Linked DNA regions of Mus musculus: regions 1, 2 and 3 are each linked to region 4. A link is a contact called in public ChIA-PET and HiChIP or PLAC-seq data. All regions are on one chromosome and are shown on one strand. The core of a region is the stretch at or near the end of the contact, and the rest is flanking DNA. Distances in the headings are between cores, read along the strand shown. Region 1 has its middle 3.3 kb from the start of Gm51961. Region 2 holds the start of Mark3 (MAP/microtubule affinity regulating kinase 3). Region 3 has its middle 12 kb from the start of Snora28. Region 4 holds the start of Atp5mpl (ATP synthase membrane subunit 6.8PL).

Region 1 (3,244 bases), core at 61-2,560, 280 kb after region 4:
AGACCTGATATCCCAGGGCAGAGCCTGGTAGCTCTGAGGGTGTGTGTTTTGTGGGCTGGGGCCTTGCAGGGTCTTGGTGGAGCTTCCATGGTAAAGGTCTGGTGACCAGACCTAGAAACTCAGAAACTGCCATAGGCAGGGATGACAGCCAGACAGCCACAGGATGAGGTGAGGCACAGACCATAACAGCGCCCTACACCTTTGTCTCAGGCAGGAGCCAGCAGGAGCCAGGAGTATTGGGGCTGCCTTGGTCTGGGCTTCTGGGCTCAGTCAGGTAGGGCTGTTGCTGAAATTCCTTCCCGAGGAGAGACTCAACATCGTCCCCTTCTCTTTCGGTCCTAATGACAGACAAATCACGCCACGACTCTGCCAAAGTTCACTCTAGGGAACCACGAAGTTTATCGGCTTCCTTACAGAACACGGGTGAGGGCCCCTTACAGGGATGTGAGCGCTCCTCTCCCAACAGGGTGTAACTGGAAAGCCTTTCCCAGCAGGAGCAAGGAGGCCCTCTCCCGCGTCCCTGATCTATATACTAAAGCCGCTCCTGAGGCCAATTAAGGCAGATGGCTACTCAGATAAGGGGCTCCTGATTCTCGCTGCCCTTCCAGGAGTAACAGTCAACAATCCCAGCTGGGGCAGTCATTTTGCAGGGTGCAGGGTGTGGCGGTTGCTTGTTTCTAAGGATAACCATGCACAGCCTGGCGTAGTGGCGTACGCCTTTAATCCCAGCACTCGGGAGGCAGAGGCAGGCAGATTTCTGAGTTTAAGGCCAGCCTGGTCTACAAAGTGAGTTCCAAGACAGCCAGATCTATACAGAGAAAACCTGTCTCAAAAAAACCCAAAACCAAACCAAACCAAAACAAAAAAAGGATAACCATGCACAACAGGGAGCCCCTGTGGAAGGCCTGATGGAGGCATGGGCCCACACACAGGTCAGATCCTGGACTCAGGGTGTCCTCCATGCTCCCCTCTCTGAGGGTGCAGACGCAGGAGTGCACGAGAAAGTCCAGAGTGGCTAGACACAAAGGCAGAAGTCGAGGTAGTGGGTAGGGCAAGTTGGTCACCCCCAGACAGGCTGCAAGAGTCCTGGTGAGGGGCTGGCCAGTGGCCACATTTAGCATTGAAGGGCCCACAGCCAGTTGCCTGATTTCCTGCAGAATCCATAGCAGAAGCAGGAAGGCAGGGACAAGGAGACACTGGTGCTCCATCTCCCTCCCCAAATGTCCGTCCCCTTCCTTGTTGCCTAGTGCCCTGAATGTCCACTGCTCCTGTAACTTAGCAACGAGCCTCTGTCGCCCCCACTGTCTCCACCCCACAGCTGGCCCTACCACCCACAATGGGTGCCTGCATTCCTCAGCAAGGCCAGGACCTCAGCAGGCCCAGGCTTTCTGAAGAAGCCAGATTGGGGGAGGATGCTTATTTACCCCGTGTGTGTGTGTGTGTGTGTGTGTGTGTGTGTGTGTGTGTGTGTGTGTGTGTGTGTGCTGTAGCTCAGAGTGGCCAGTGATCAGTGTGACAAGAGGCTGACCCAGCAGGCTGCCAGGCCCTTGCTTCCCACCAGGGGTTGGCTCCTTGCACAGTACTACTTCCTGTGGTAACTGCACACAGTCTTCAGAAATCTCACCACATTCCTGCTTCCCCGTGACCCCATTGACACCCTCACTCTGGGCAAACACAACACTGAAACAGGATGTGGCTGCATAGATGCCTTAAAGTGGGGTTGAGAGAGACTGCCAAGTGCCAAATTAGTCTGACAGGTACACGGGCTGGTCAGGATGCTCAGAGAAAGGCAGGGGATGGGAGAGTTCCCCAGTGCACAAATCAGAATGCAGAAAGTGGGCTTCTGGCAGGGCACAGCTCTTGCCTGCATTCAGTGCTCAGAGGCAGAGAAGACTGTAGGTTCCAGCCAGTCTAGTCTCCATAGGGAGCCCCCCCACATAAACACATTCTTTCAGGAGGGACAGACCAGACCTGAAGTTGGCAGATGGGCCACAGAGGTTCTAAGAGGGACCAGAGCCTCCAGCATTGACCAGAGAGGCCAATGTGGGTGAAGGGTAGCTCCAGGTCCCTTCTGCAGGCTCTACTCTGCAAGGCTAGGATGCTTTGATGTTTGATCCTGACTTACTTGGAGGAGAGGAAGATGGATGAACATGGTGACCTGTGCTGGGGACAGGGCCACCCCAAGCTTTGCTGTGGTCCCAGTGATGAAGGACTGGAGATCCTGGAGTTCACCAACTAGAGGGACTCCTGATGAGAGTGAGGCTTGGAGCAGGGATTGCTGGGAGTGATTACCACACAGGAGCCACAGGGGAGGGAAGCGCCTAAGGAGCTGCTCTTGCCTTCCCAGACCTGCCCAGCATCAGGTCAGGGCCTGGCTTGCTATGTCTCTACCAACCCCCATGTCACCCTGCACCCAGGTTATTCTGAGGCAACCCTCAGCCACTATATCCTCCCACAAACACCATAAGCACCCTGAGAAAGTTGGCTTTCAACACTCAGGAATCAATCTACTTCAGGTTGGGCAGCGGCGGTGGCAGCTGTGGCGCACACCTTTAATCCCAGCGATTAGGAGGCAGAGGCAAAACAAAACAAAACAATTAATTTCAAGTTTCCCGGTAGATGCCTTATGAAAGAAAGCACGTGGACACAACATGGTGGAGAATATTATTTGGGAGGCAGAGTCCTGAGGGTCTGAGATATACCAGACCCCTCTAGGTTTGACTTTTTTGAGACAAAGTTTTCTCCATGGCTATCCTGGAACTCTGTAGACTAGGCTGGCCTTGAATCCATCCGTGTCTGCCTCCTGGGTGCTGAGTTTAAAGGTGTGCACCAACACGTCTCTGGCTAAGGCTCTGTCTCAAAAACCCAAGCAAAAGACCAGCTGGTTTGTTCACCTTGGGACTATGAGGTCCTTGCATGGCAGAGCATGCAGGCTCTCTACAGGGTCCCCAGTGCCTTTGCAAGATGGAGCCAGCAGCAGATAGCAATCCTGAGAAGTGTCTGAGGGGCTCCAAGGTGCTTCTCTCCAGACTGAACGACCAAGCAGTTCTGAGTGACAACAGCCTCAGGAGCAATGGGTCTCTCATAAGTTAATAACTGCTTACTGTCTGGAGAAACACAGACTAGGAAAGCTCGTTTGAGGAATTCCAGGTCTTTCCACAGAGGCTGCCAGGCTTAAGCCTTCTGATGGTTAGTTAGTAGAGCTGGTGTGGGTTCCTGGGCCTGGCAGAGGGTTTCTGGGTGG
Region 2 (3,220 bases), core at 356-2,855, 390 kb after region 4:
ATAGATTAAATTACCTAATAGCTATCAAGCACAAGTGTCATTTTGAAGATTAAAATGAAGGCATTTGATACCACTAGGTCACCATGTCTAAGGATGGTTTTCAAAGCATGAAAACACCCGAAGCATGAAAGCTTTTCCAAAGAGACTGCATTTTCTTGCCAGCAGTTACCTCATAGCTCCGCATAATGAAAGGCCAGTGAAGTTTCTTTACAAGTTATTTACTAAATGCTTTACAGAGGACAAAGCTAGGCTGGAACACTTTGGAATCCGATGCGGAAGAAGAGTTCAAAAAACACTTGGGCAGGTCAAACATTTCTTCAGTAGAACTTCTACTACACGTTTGTCACTCCCTAGCAATGCTGCTCCAGGCTGTGGTTTGGTTTGGTTCTGCAGGTCCTTTCCAACAAAATCCTTTTACATAGATTTGCTGGGTGTGCACACTGGACCGGGCCTGAGAGCTACTCCAAGCCAACCTTTTGCAGCGGAAGGAAAAGGCAACCCAGTGGGTGTCCCTCGGCCGGGCAGCAGAACAGAGCAGAGCTTCACATCTGCTTCTCAAAACACTCAGCCCGCTGCTTCCGAACAGATTTAGCTTTGCCAAGGACGGGAAGCTACTCCTTGATAAAGGCAGCGGCTCTGGAGCAGAGAACTACTCTTGTGAGTGCGGGAACTACGGGGGCCCACAAGGATCTCTCCACGGGGCACTTAGTTTTGGCAGTTGTCATTAAACTTAGTCCCCTTTTAAAGGGCGCTCCGCTCGACCCGATTGGATCCTATTAATCTGCACCTAGGTCTGACTGGCAGGCTCAGACCCTGCCCGACGTTAAGAGGAGAGTTGTGTTCAACCGCGCACTGGCCGCAGCAGCGCACGGACGGGTAATGCTCAGCCGACCGTAAGGACAGCGCGCAGGCCGCACGCGCGCCGCAGGACAGGGCTGCGCCTTGACCCCTGCCTGGAGCATCTGGGCTGGATCCCCCTGCTACCACCCTGAGGGTCTGCCACCCTGCAGCGCAGTCCACTCACGTTTTCAGTGTCTCGTTCATTCACCGTTGGCAAAGGGGTCCTAGTGGACATCTTATTGCGCTTTGATTCCGCACAACGCCAAGGCGAAAACAAAACCGCCCAGCTTTGGGCGGCCGGCGAGCAGCGGCCGCGAGCCTCCGGGCCCTGCCCTCCCTGGCCGGAGTCTAGATCTCCGGCCTGGCCCGGGCCGTGCGCCCGCGGGCCCCGGGGCTCATTCTCCCCCAGCGCCGGCGGCCGCACTGGAAGCGGGCCGGCTGGCCGCCGCCGCAAGCCTCAGGGCACCTCACGGGCCTCGCGGGCCCCGCGCCTCCTCGCCGCTCGCAGCCGCAGCGCCGCGGAGCTCAGCCCCGGGGGCTCGACACGGCGCGGCCGGCAGCCCCTGAAGAGGCAGCAGCGCAGGAGGATGGAGCGGAGATGGAGCGCAAGACAGGCCGCCGCGGCCTGCAGGCGCCGACCATGGAGGGAGCCGCGGAGGAGGCGCCCACGCCCGGCTGCTTTCCCTTCTCCGGCTCGCTTTCCGCCCGGCCTCGCCCTGCCGGCTGCCACCGCCGCTCCCGGCACCTCAGGAGCCTTACAGACTCAAGATGGCCGCGCCTCGGCTTCCTCCGCTGCCTCCGGCTGCCGGAAGTGACGCTACGGCCGCCTGGAGTTCCGCCAATCAGCGCGGTCGGAGCTAGCTGCCGGCTGCTGTTGCTAGGGGCGACTCGTCCTGTTGGGTCTGAGGGGGTGGTGCCGTCGGAAAGGTCTTGCTTGGTCTCCTCTCTAGCGGGCGGAGAGTTCCAATGGTCCAGATTGCCTGGGCATCCCTGACCCCTCCGGACCACTTCCCTAGAGGGCATCCTGTGCCCGACTGCTGGGCTGGCATTTGCAGAGTACAGATCTAGGCTGTCTGGATTATACTACACATGAAGAGCCTACTGTTTGCAAAAATTGACTTTTCTTTCCCGCGGCCACGCTGCAAAGGATGGAGCTCCAGCAGCGAAGCAGCAGTCACTGGTCTAGCTGAAGAGGAAGGAGCCAGGCTCCTGCTTCGTAACCGAGGCATCTAGCATCCAGCCAAAGAACTTTTTTGCCTCTGACTAAGGAGCCACTGGTTATCGGAGCCGGCTCAATTGAATACCCATTCGGATGAAAGAGTGAAGTATAAAATAACAAGGTAGCACAAAAAGCTGGGAAGAGGGACTCGATGAGATCACGTAGACGCCCCCAGGATCAGATCCTAAATGCCGGTAGGGGCTTATATAATCAATATTTCTCTGTCTCTTCCTCTCCCTTTCGTTCTCTCACTCCCTCTATCCCTCACTTTTCCCCTCTGTCCCTTTCTCCTTCCTCCTCTCTCGCCTCTCCCTCTCTTACTTCAGTCTTCTGAAGAGCGATATTGCTACAGGCTTGGACCAGGGAGTGACCTGCAGGTGGAACTCTGAATATGCTGCCTCTTCTAGAAGGCCTGCTCAGCGTGTCACCTCTTTATGTCTTCTAAGGAGAGAATCCATTGGTAGAGGAGGGAGGGCTATGTGAGCCGGGGTAAGACAAACTGTTACTAATAGTCCACCTTGTGCCGGTTATTCATTAAGCCTCAGTGTAGCCGCATAAGATGCTCAGGCACAGCACGTGACCTAAAGTCTGGGTAAGTTGGTTACTTTACCCAGGCCATCGGTGGTGTTGGTTATAGAAGGATCTGAACCCCATTCCTACAGCTTTAGAAATGGCTAAACTTGTGAGTGACTAAACTTTGCTTTCTTTCCTTCTTATGTTTTGTTTGCTTGCTTTGGTTCTGCCCCCCCAACACCCCGATATCCTGGTGTATCCTGCTTTGTGAAACAACAGATCTTCAAACACCAGCATCACATCCAGAGAGGCCAGAGGGTCCCAAGACAAAACAAGCCGGGGCCAAGACGCACTCAGAGCTCCTATCTCACCCTCTTAGGGGTGTGCTCGGGGCACCAGATGGGTTATTAAATGTTATTCTCTTTCTCCCTTTTTGGTTAAGCAGAGGACTGCAGAGGAAAGCCTCTGAATCAAATGTTTGCTCCACACAGTTCAACTGAAATGTAGGTTGTGATGAGTGGACACGTGCTCCACAGCTAAGAGACCAACCGAGGGCATCCTATCCCACTCGTGGGTCTAAGGGGAGACTTACAGAAGGCATACTTACTCTGAAGATGGAATGATAGCTGAAGAGACAGAGTGATGCCT
Region 3 (3,518 bases), core at 128-2,627, 410 kb after region 4:
GAGAGACATACACCACACACAAACATACAGAGAGAAACATACTACAGACACACATGTATGTATACCATACAGGGAAAAACACTCATACAGTCATATACATACCACACACACACACAAACAGGGCTGACAGATCTTCACCTTTTGACTCAATCTATAAAACTCAGAACGCTTTATTGTAATTGTAGATGGATTAGAATTACTTCAGTGTTGACAATGTAAAAGGAGCCATAAAGATGACTTAAGCTGGGAGCCGGAAAGCCAAGTTAGAGAAATAAACAGACTCATCTTCCCTCCGGGCAGTCAAGGGTGTTCTTATGGACAGAAGCCTAATTAATGAAACTGCAAACACTATGTTTAAGCTTGTGAAAGTAACCAATAGATGGGCTGAGGATAATGACCACGTTGAGAGAAAAGTGTGGGGTTTGGAGTTAGCTCCTCATGTGTCCTTGTGAGACATGAGTGAACAATGTTCCCTAGTGATGGCATCGTGTGTCAGGGATGGTGGACCACATGATACCAGGATGCACTACTTAAAGGGGTTCACATCAGCACACCACATGCAAGTCTCCCATCTTTTTAAAGATAGATTTATTTACGCCAAAAAAAAGGATAGATCTATTTATTTATTATACATAAGTACACTGTAGCTGTCTTTTTAAAAAAGATTTATTTATTGTTATTCATAAGTACACTGTAGCTGTCTTCAGACACTCCAGAAGAGGGCATCAGATCTCATTACGGGTGGTTGTGAGCCACCATGTGGTTGCTGGGATTTGAACTCAAGACCTTCAGAAGAGCAGTCAGTGCTCTTAACCGCTGAGCCATCTCTCCAGCCTGTCTCCTATGATCTTAATGAAGCTGGATTCCCCCCCCACACACACACACACACCAGTCAGGGCTCTCTGTGTATCTTTGGGTGTCCTGGAATTCACTCTGTAGACCAGGCTGGCCTCAAACTCAGAGACTCTCCTGCCTCGCCTCTCTGTCTTCCAGGTGCTGGAATTCCTGGTGTGTGCTACCACTCCTGGTTTTAAAGAATTTGTTTTTGTTTTGTTTTGTTTTTGAAACAGGGTCTTTCTACATAGCCTTGGCTGTCCTGGACTTTGCTATGTAAACCAGCTTGGCCTCTAACTCACTGAGATCTGTCTGCCTCTGCCCCCAAGTGCTGCTATTAAAGGTGTGTGCTACCACGCCCAGCTAAGGAATTTTCTAAGATTTATATTTATTTGAATTACATGTAGATGTGTGTATGGGTGTGTGTGTGCATGTGAGTATGAGTGTGTGTGAAGGACCAGCAGTCGGCAGATGCACAGTCAGGGTGGGCCTTCCTGCCACAATTAAAACTTCCCTAGAAATGCTCGCACAGACATGTTCAGAGATGTGTCTCCTATGTGCTTCTAAATCTGGTTGACAGAGACTAACCATCACAGAAGGACACTCATAACTGTGTAATGCCTTTACAATACCACTTCCTGACAGACGGTGATGGCTCATACCTTTAATCCCAGCACTCAGTAGGCAGAGGCAGGGGATCTCTGTGAATCTGAGGCCTGCCTGGTCTACAGAATGAGTTCCAAGATAGCCAGGGCTACACAGAGAGAAACCTCGTCTTGAAAAACCAAACAAGTAAGTTATCACTTTCCTTTCCATTCACACACTGGCATTATAAATAAAGCCAGATTTTCTTAATATTCTTCAGTTCCCAAACAAAATAAAAATTAAAAATAAAACAAATGAAACACAGAGCAGGGAAGAGATCCTTCTGTACTGTTAAACCAAATTAACGAGCTGAAAACTGCTTTTTATTATTATTATTAATTTTTGAACTTTTTTAAAGATAGAATCTCATTACATATCCCTGGCTGGCCTGGAACTTGTGGAGCAAGTGGACCGTGCCACCAGACAGAAGAACTGGTAAGTTGAGCAGGCTCAGATTCCAGGGAATCTCAGAATTGAGAATGGCAGGAGTGGAGCCAGATCCCTGCCAAACTACCTGATCTGGAACATGTAACCAAGACAATCCAGTGAGAGGCCGGTGGCAATCAGTCGCCATAGTATAAAAACCTGGAGTTCTCCATGCTAATGAGGTAGCCAATAGGTCCAGTGTTCAGCCAATGAGCTTCCCGTCCTGGGCATCCCTTCCCACAAAATGTATGTAATCCCTGGTTCACCCTCAGGAAGGTGTATGCATTCACATCCGCCATCAAATAAAAGTTTGGACCACAAGGTCCGTCTCTTCTTCATGGATCACTTCCCGCAAATCTCCTAGAGGAGGCCTTTTCTCTTCCTGCCCCAAGTACTCTTGGCACTCACTCAAAAACCAGGTTCTGCCCCCCCCAACCCCCCACCCCCGTCCCGTCCTGTCCTGTCCCGTCCCAGGCTCAGCCATTCCCTTCCTGCTTGGCTTGTATTTGCCCTAAGGGGAAGTTTAAACCTTGATCCTCCCACTTTCCCTCCTTCCCAACTGGAAACACTGAATGAGGATCCCCATCATGGACTGTGTTCTGCCTCTCCTGAGCAGCTTGTCAGTACTGCTTGGGCACCCCAGCAGAAGACAGACAGGAACTCTCTATGTAGACCAGGTTGGCCCTGAACTCAGAGATCTGCCTGCCTCTACCTTCTAGTGTTAGAACTAAAATGTATGTGACCATGCCTCACTTAGCTTTTAAATTTCTGTGGGTTTTGTTTGTTTGAGACAGTCTTACTAAGTAACTCTGGCTGTCCTGGAACTCATTATGTGTAGACCACGCTGGTCTCAAAGTCACAGAAATCCACTTGCCTCTGCCTCCCAAGTACTAGAATTAAATGTGTGTGCCACGCTGCCCTGCGCAGCTTTGTGTTTTATTTTTACTTTATTTTTTAATTTTGTTTTGTTTATAAGGAAGTCACACTATGGTGCCCATGCCAGTACCAAGTTCCTGGGACCCTCCAGCACCTTCAAGTTACAGGCACAGGTCACTGTCCTGAGTTTTCATCTTTCCAGCCTGGCATATTACTATTAGTACACTGTTTTAGCTAAGGCTCTTGCTACTAAGCTTTTTGGCTTGAGTTCAGTTCCTCAGACCCATGTACTAGAAGAACACTCTTAAAAGTTGTTCTCTGATTTCCCCCACATTAAAAAATAGAATGCAGGGGCTGGAGAGATAGCTCAGTGGTTAAGAGCACTTCTGCTTTTCCAGAGGACCTGGGTTCAAATCCCAGAACCCACATGGCAGCTCCAACTGTCCAAGATCTGACACTCTCACACCGACATACATGCAGGTAAGACACCAATGCCTATGGAAAGAGGAGGAGGAGGAAGAGGAGGAAAGAAAGAAATAGAATGTTAGCTAGGCCTCGTGATGTACTCTCCAGTACTTGTGGAGGGGAAGAAGCCTCATAGCTCACGGTCCTGGAGGCTGGGAAGTCCAAATGCTTACTGAAGGCAAAGGGCCTTTTGGACGGTGCAGGACATCACAAGGACAGCAGAGGGAGGAACTGCTAACTTGAGTCTCTCCCTCTTTTCATGAAGCAGTTCA
Region 4 (3,345 bases), core at 415-2,914:
AGGAAAGCGCTAGCTGCTCTGGGCCGAGGGGACTGGGCTCCTTCTGTGTGTGCGACACCTTTGTCTTCCCTTGCTTGTCTGGGTTCCTGACTAGCTCTTCTGTGTTCTGCTTGGGTAATGGCTATACATGCCTAATTTGTTTTAACCCAATAGGTGGCTTTCTTTTGTTCAGTTTCTGTTCAGATGTCAGTCATTTCTTAAACAGAAGTCTGAGGCTGAAGAGATGCCTTAGTGACTCAGGGCATTTGTTGCTCTTCCAAAGGACCCAGGTTCAAATCCCAGCACCAGTGTGATAGAACACAAACATCCATAATGCTGGTTACAGGGTATCCAATGCCTTCTAACTTCTGAGAGCGAACAGGCACATACTTGGTACACAGACATAGATGTGAGCAAAACACTCATACACATAAAAAAAAAAACTTAAAAAAAAACTAAAAAAAAAAGCAATAACAATTTTTGTTCATTTGTTTTGGTTTTGTTTTCTAAAAACCAAACCAGGGTTTCAGGATGCTCTTAAAACCCTAATCATCTTCCTCTACTGTCCAAGTGCTAGGATTATATCACGACACACCCAGCTAGCATGCTTATTTAAAACATAAAACCTTAGGTCCAGTCCCTAGCGTTCCTGCAGAAGTCTCTGCAACGCTTTACAACAATTTTAATGATAATTACTATGCACAGCATGGCTGCTTAATCAAATATTAGAGCAAAAATTTTTGTAGCAATACAGGGGGAAATGGCAAGAAATGCCAAAAGCCTGGCATAGTGGTGCAGGCCTTTAATCCAAGAAGACAGGAGGCAGAGGCAGGCAAATCCCTGAGTGTGAGGCCAGCCTGGGCTACATAACAAGTTACAGAAAGACCTATCTCAAAAAAAAAAAAAATTCAAGTAAAGAGGGTTTCCCCTTGTCACTGTTGCTTTATTTCCTTTGCTCTTATTGTTTGTTGGAGGGGAGAGGGGAGGAGGAGGGAGTGTGAGAGTCTCACTAAGTAGCCCAGGCTATCAAACTCAATAGACCCACAGCCCCACGCTCCACCCTCCACCCTGTGCCTCTGCCCCTTAAACGCTGGGATGAAAGACCCGAGCCACTATGTCTGGCCTTTGGTCTGATTGGTTGTTTTTGTTTTTGTTTTTTCTTTTTTTTTAGACAGGTTCTCACTGTGTAGCTCTGGCTGTCCTGGAACTCACTAAAAAAAATAGACTAGGCTTGAACTCTCAGCGATCTTCCTGCCTCTGCCTCCTGAGTGCTGGGACTAAAGGTATGCACCAACACACGCGAATTTTGGTTTAGGTTTTCAGGCTGGCCTGAAAGTCACATTTATCCTGCTGCTTCTGCCTCCTGAGGGCTAGGATTAAAGCCATAAACCATGTAAAAGGGGCTTTATTTACTTATTTACTTAAGGACAATTTGTCCGGATTATCTACTGTCCTGGTTTCAGCACTGAAAGTCCTCTGTTCCTGGAAACCCACAAACCCTGGGAAATCTGGTCAGTTTTATGACACCTAGAAACACAGTAGGCTTCTCCCAGCTCCTCCTGGTTTGGACTAATCCCTTCCGAAGCTTGTAACACCCGGGCGACCACTGGGGGCGCTGTGGTGCGCAGGCGCGGAAGGCCGGGCAGCCGGCGTCTGGTGTCTCCGCTCCTTCCGCTTTCCCAGCAGGCCCTGCGCGGCGCCTGCGTGCTCTGTGACCTTTCCCATTCTGTAGCAGAATTTGGTGTTGCCTGTGGTCTTGGTCCCGCGGAGGTAAGAGCGGAACCTGGGCTTTTTGCTGTGTTCCCAACCCGGGGGACTAAGGAGGGTCCGGGACCGGGTGCGGTGGGGCCCAGGTAGATCGCGGGCGAAGGACTCTGCGATACACGCTGACCTTGGGTCAGCCCCTGCGCCGCCTACTACAGGGAGGGTCCACCGGGTTCCCCGCGACTGTGACGGAGAGAGTGCCCGGCTGAGTCATCCAGACTGCGGGGGTGTCCGGGGTCAGTCCTCCAGATCCCCAAGAGTCCCCCAAGAGTGTCCGGGACTCCATCACGCCGAGGGCAGGGATGTGCACGGCGTTCAGTCCTCCACACTGCGAAGGTGTTTCTGGAGTTAGTCTTCCTGATTGTATGAGGGGAGGGGTGGTTGTCAGTCCCTTGGACAGATAAGACTTTGCTCAGACATCAATTTCTATGCGAAAGAGGGATTACTCCTCAAGACTTGGAGGGCCAGGGGCCCTAGTATCATCCTCACAGAAGTTGTCCAGGAGCTAGATTCTAGTGGAGGTCCACTCAGCATGGACTGTGTCCTTGTGCTGACACTTGGATGAACCTGTGTAACTATAGGCTCTGGCAAAGGGGCATGCCACCATCAACTGTGAGCATCTTGTTACCTACTCAAGTTACTCAGGGAGGGATGCAGCTAAAAATCCGTGCCAAGAAACATCACTTCAAAGCCAGTGCCTTCTTTCCATTATTCCACAGGTTTCTTCCAAGTTAGGTTTTGGCAAGGCCGATGTTTGAAAATGTATGAAACCACATTATAAACCTCAGACATGTTCCCCTCTTTACAGTGTGCTGCCAGGTAATAGCTTGCTGTTACTGTCACTTTCACAAACTCTGCAGGCATAGGCAGTCTCAGTAGACAGCCATTTGACCTTCGAGTAGGATGATCTTTTATTGAATCTGGTATTGTAAAACTAACAACTGGGAAATATGGTTAGCCAGAGAAACTTAGGTGGGAAGAGTAGAGGCCACACTGAGTACAGGGAACATGTCACTTGTGTAGTCAAATACAACCAAACTGACCAAAATGGAAGTCCAGGAGCAAGAGACAAAGGGGTGGGGGTGGGGTGTAAATGTACTGGATAGCAGGCCTTCACTGTGTCGGGACTCATGGCAGTTTAGAATAAGGACACAGTGCCAGGATGCCTCGATGCTGAGGAGAACACCAAGACCACTGAAGTCCCTCCACATCCTCTGTTTACCTTTTCCTTCCAGACCCTCCTGTGACACCACATTCTTTTTCAGGGTGTGGGAGGTCAAGACAAGTTTTCTCTGTGCCCTGACCATCCTGGAACTCCGTTTGTAGATAAACCAGGCTGGCCTTGAATTGAGAAAGATCCCCCTGCCTCTACCTTCCAAATGCTAGGATTAAAGTCAATCGCTGATATCATACCAGTCTTGATACAGCTCAACACTTCTGCACAGCCTATGAGATGAAACCTCTTTAAGTACTTTCTTAGAATCCCAGTGGCCTGGGACTTGCTGCTTTCTATTGGGTTTTTGTAGCAATTCCTTGCTATTGATTTGATCATTTCCTGAGTGCTCACTGTGCACCACGTGCCATTCTGGATCCATTCATTGT

The links. ChIA-PET counts read pairs in DNA pulled down with a chosen protein or histone mark. HiChIP or PLAC-seq counts read pairs in DNA pulled down with a chosen protein or histone mark.
Region 1: a contact with region 4 is called in an RNA polymerase II ChIA-PET map of memory CD8 T cells, with 37 read pairs. The contact joins the enhancer-like site here to the promoter of Atp5mpl in region 4. A contact is called at or near these places in 8 of 39 promoter capture datasets (the 3T3-L1 cell line, embryonic stem cells, frontonasal cranial neural crest and 4 more), 1 of 484 Hi-C or Micro-C datasets (CD8 T cells), 4 of 115 datasets of contacts at active chromatin or transcription factors (acute myeloid leukemia, craniofacial prominence, memory CD8 T cells and 1 more) and 2 of 9 other capture datasets (adipose tissue and liver).
Region 2: a contact with region 4 is called in an H3K4me3 HiChIP or PLAC-seq map of embryonic stem cells, with 11 read pairs. The contact joins the promoter of Mark3 here to the promoter of Atp5mpl in region 4. A contact is called at or near these places in 3 of 39 promoter capture datasets (the C10 cell line, cranial neural crest and liver), 4 of 484 Hi-C or Micro-C datasets (CD4 T cells, CD8 T cells, hematopoietic stem and progenitor cells and 1 more), 4 of 115 datasets of contacts at active chromatin or transcription factors (effector CD8 T cells, embryonic stem cells, microglia and 1 more) and 3 of 9 other capture datasets (adipose tissue, liver and pancreatic islet).
Region 3: a FOXA1 HiChIP or PLAC-seq map of pancreatic cancer cells shows a contact between it and region 4. The contact joins the enhancer-like site here to the promoter of Atp5mpl in region 4. A contact is called at or near these places in 2 of 39 promoter capture datasets (the C10 cell line and liver), 1 of 484 Hi-C or Micro-C datasets (regulatory T cells), 2 of 115 datasets of contacts at active chromatin or transcription factors (microglia and pancreatic cancer cells) and 1 of 9 other capture datasets (liver).

What each region holds. Positions count from the first base shown.
Region 1 is chr12:111,689,822-111,693,065 of GRCm38.p6, reverse strand. No RefSeq gene overlaps it. Among named protein-coding and RNA genes, the nearest start is that of Gm51961, 3.3 kb to the left of the region's middle. RefSeq lists an enhancer at 1-1,095. Within about 2 kb of position 1,310, at least 131 of the 459 cell types and tissues checked have an H3K27ac peak or open chromatin away from gene starts, as enhancers often do. A contact at or near this core is called in CD8 T cells, liver, memory CD8 T cells and 1 more, where this site is marked.
Region 2 is chr12:111,572,906-111,576,125 of GRCm38.p6, reverse strand. Mark3 (MAP/microtubule affinity regulating kinase 3) reads right to left here and starts at 1,605. Exons shown (of 18, transcript NM_001370744.1): 1 at 1,025-1,605. The coding sequence starts at 1,075. 2810029C07Rik (RIKEN cDNA 2810029C07 gene) reads left to right here and starts at 1,724. Exons shown (of 2, transcript NR_045295.1): 1 at 1,724-2,253; 2 at 2,386-3,220.
Region 3 is chr12:111,551,195-111,554,712 of GRCm38.p6, reverse strand. No RefSeq gene overlaps it. Among named protein-coding and RNA genes, the nearest start is that of Snora28, 12 kb to the right of the region's middle. Within about 2 kb of position 1,377, at least 21 of the 459 cell types and tissues checked have an H3K27ac peak or open chromatin away from gene starts, as enhancers often do. A contact at or near this core is called in pancreatic cancer cells, where this site is marked.
Region 4 is chr12:111,965,328-111,968,672 of GRCm38.p6, reverse strand. It overlaps Atp5mpl (ATP synthase membrane subunit 6.8PL), which reads left to right and starts at 1,664. Exons shown (of 4, transcript NM_027360.3): 1 at 1,664-1,749.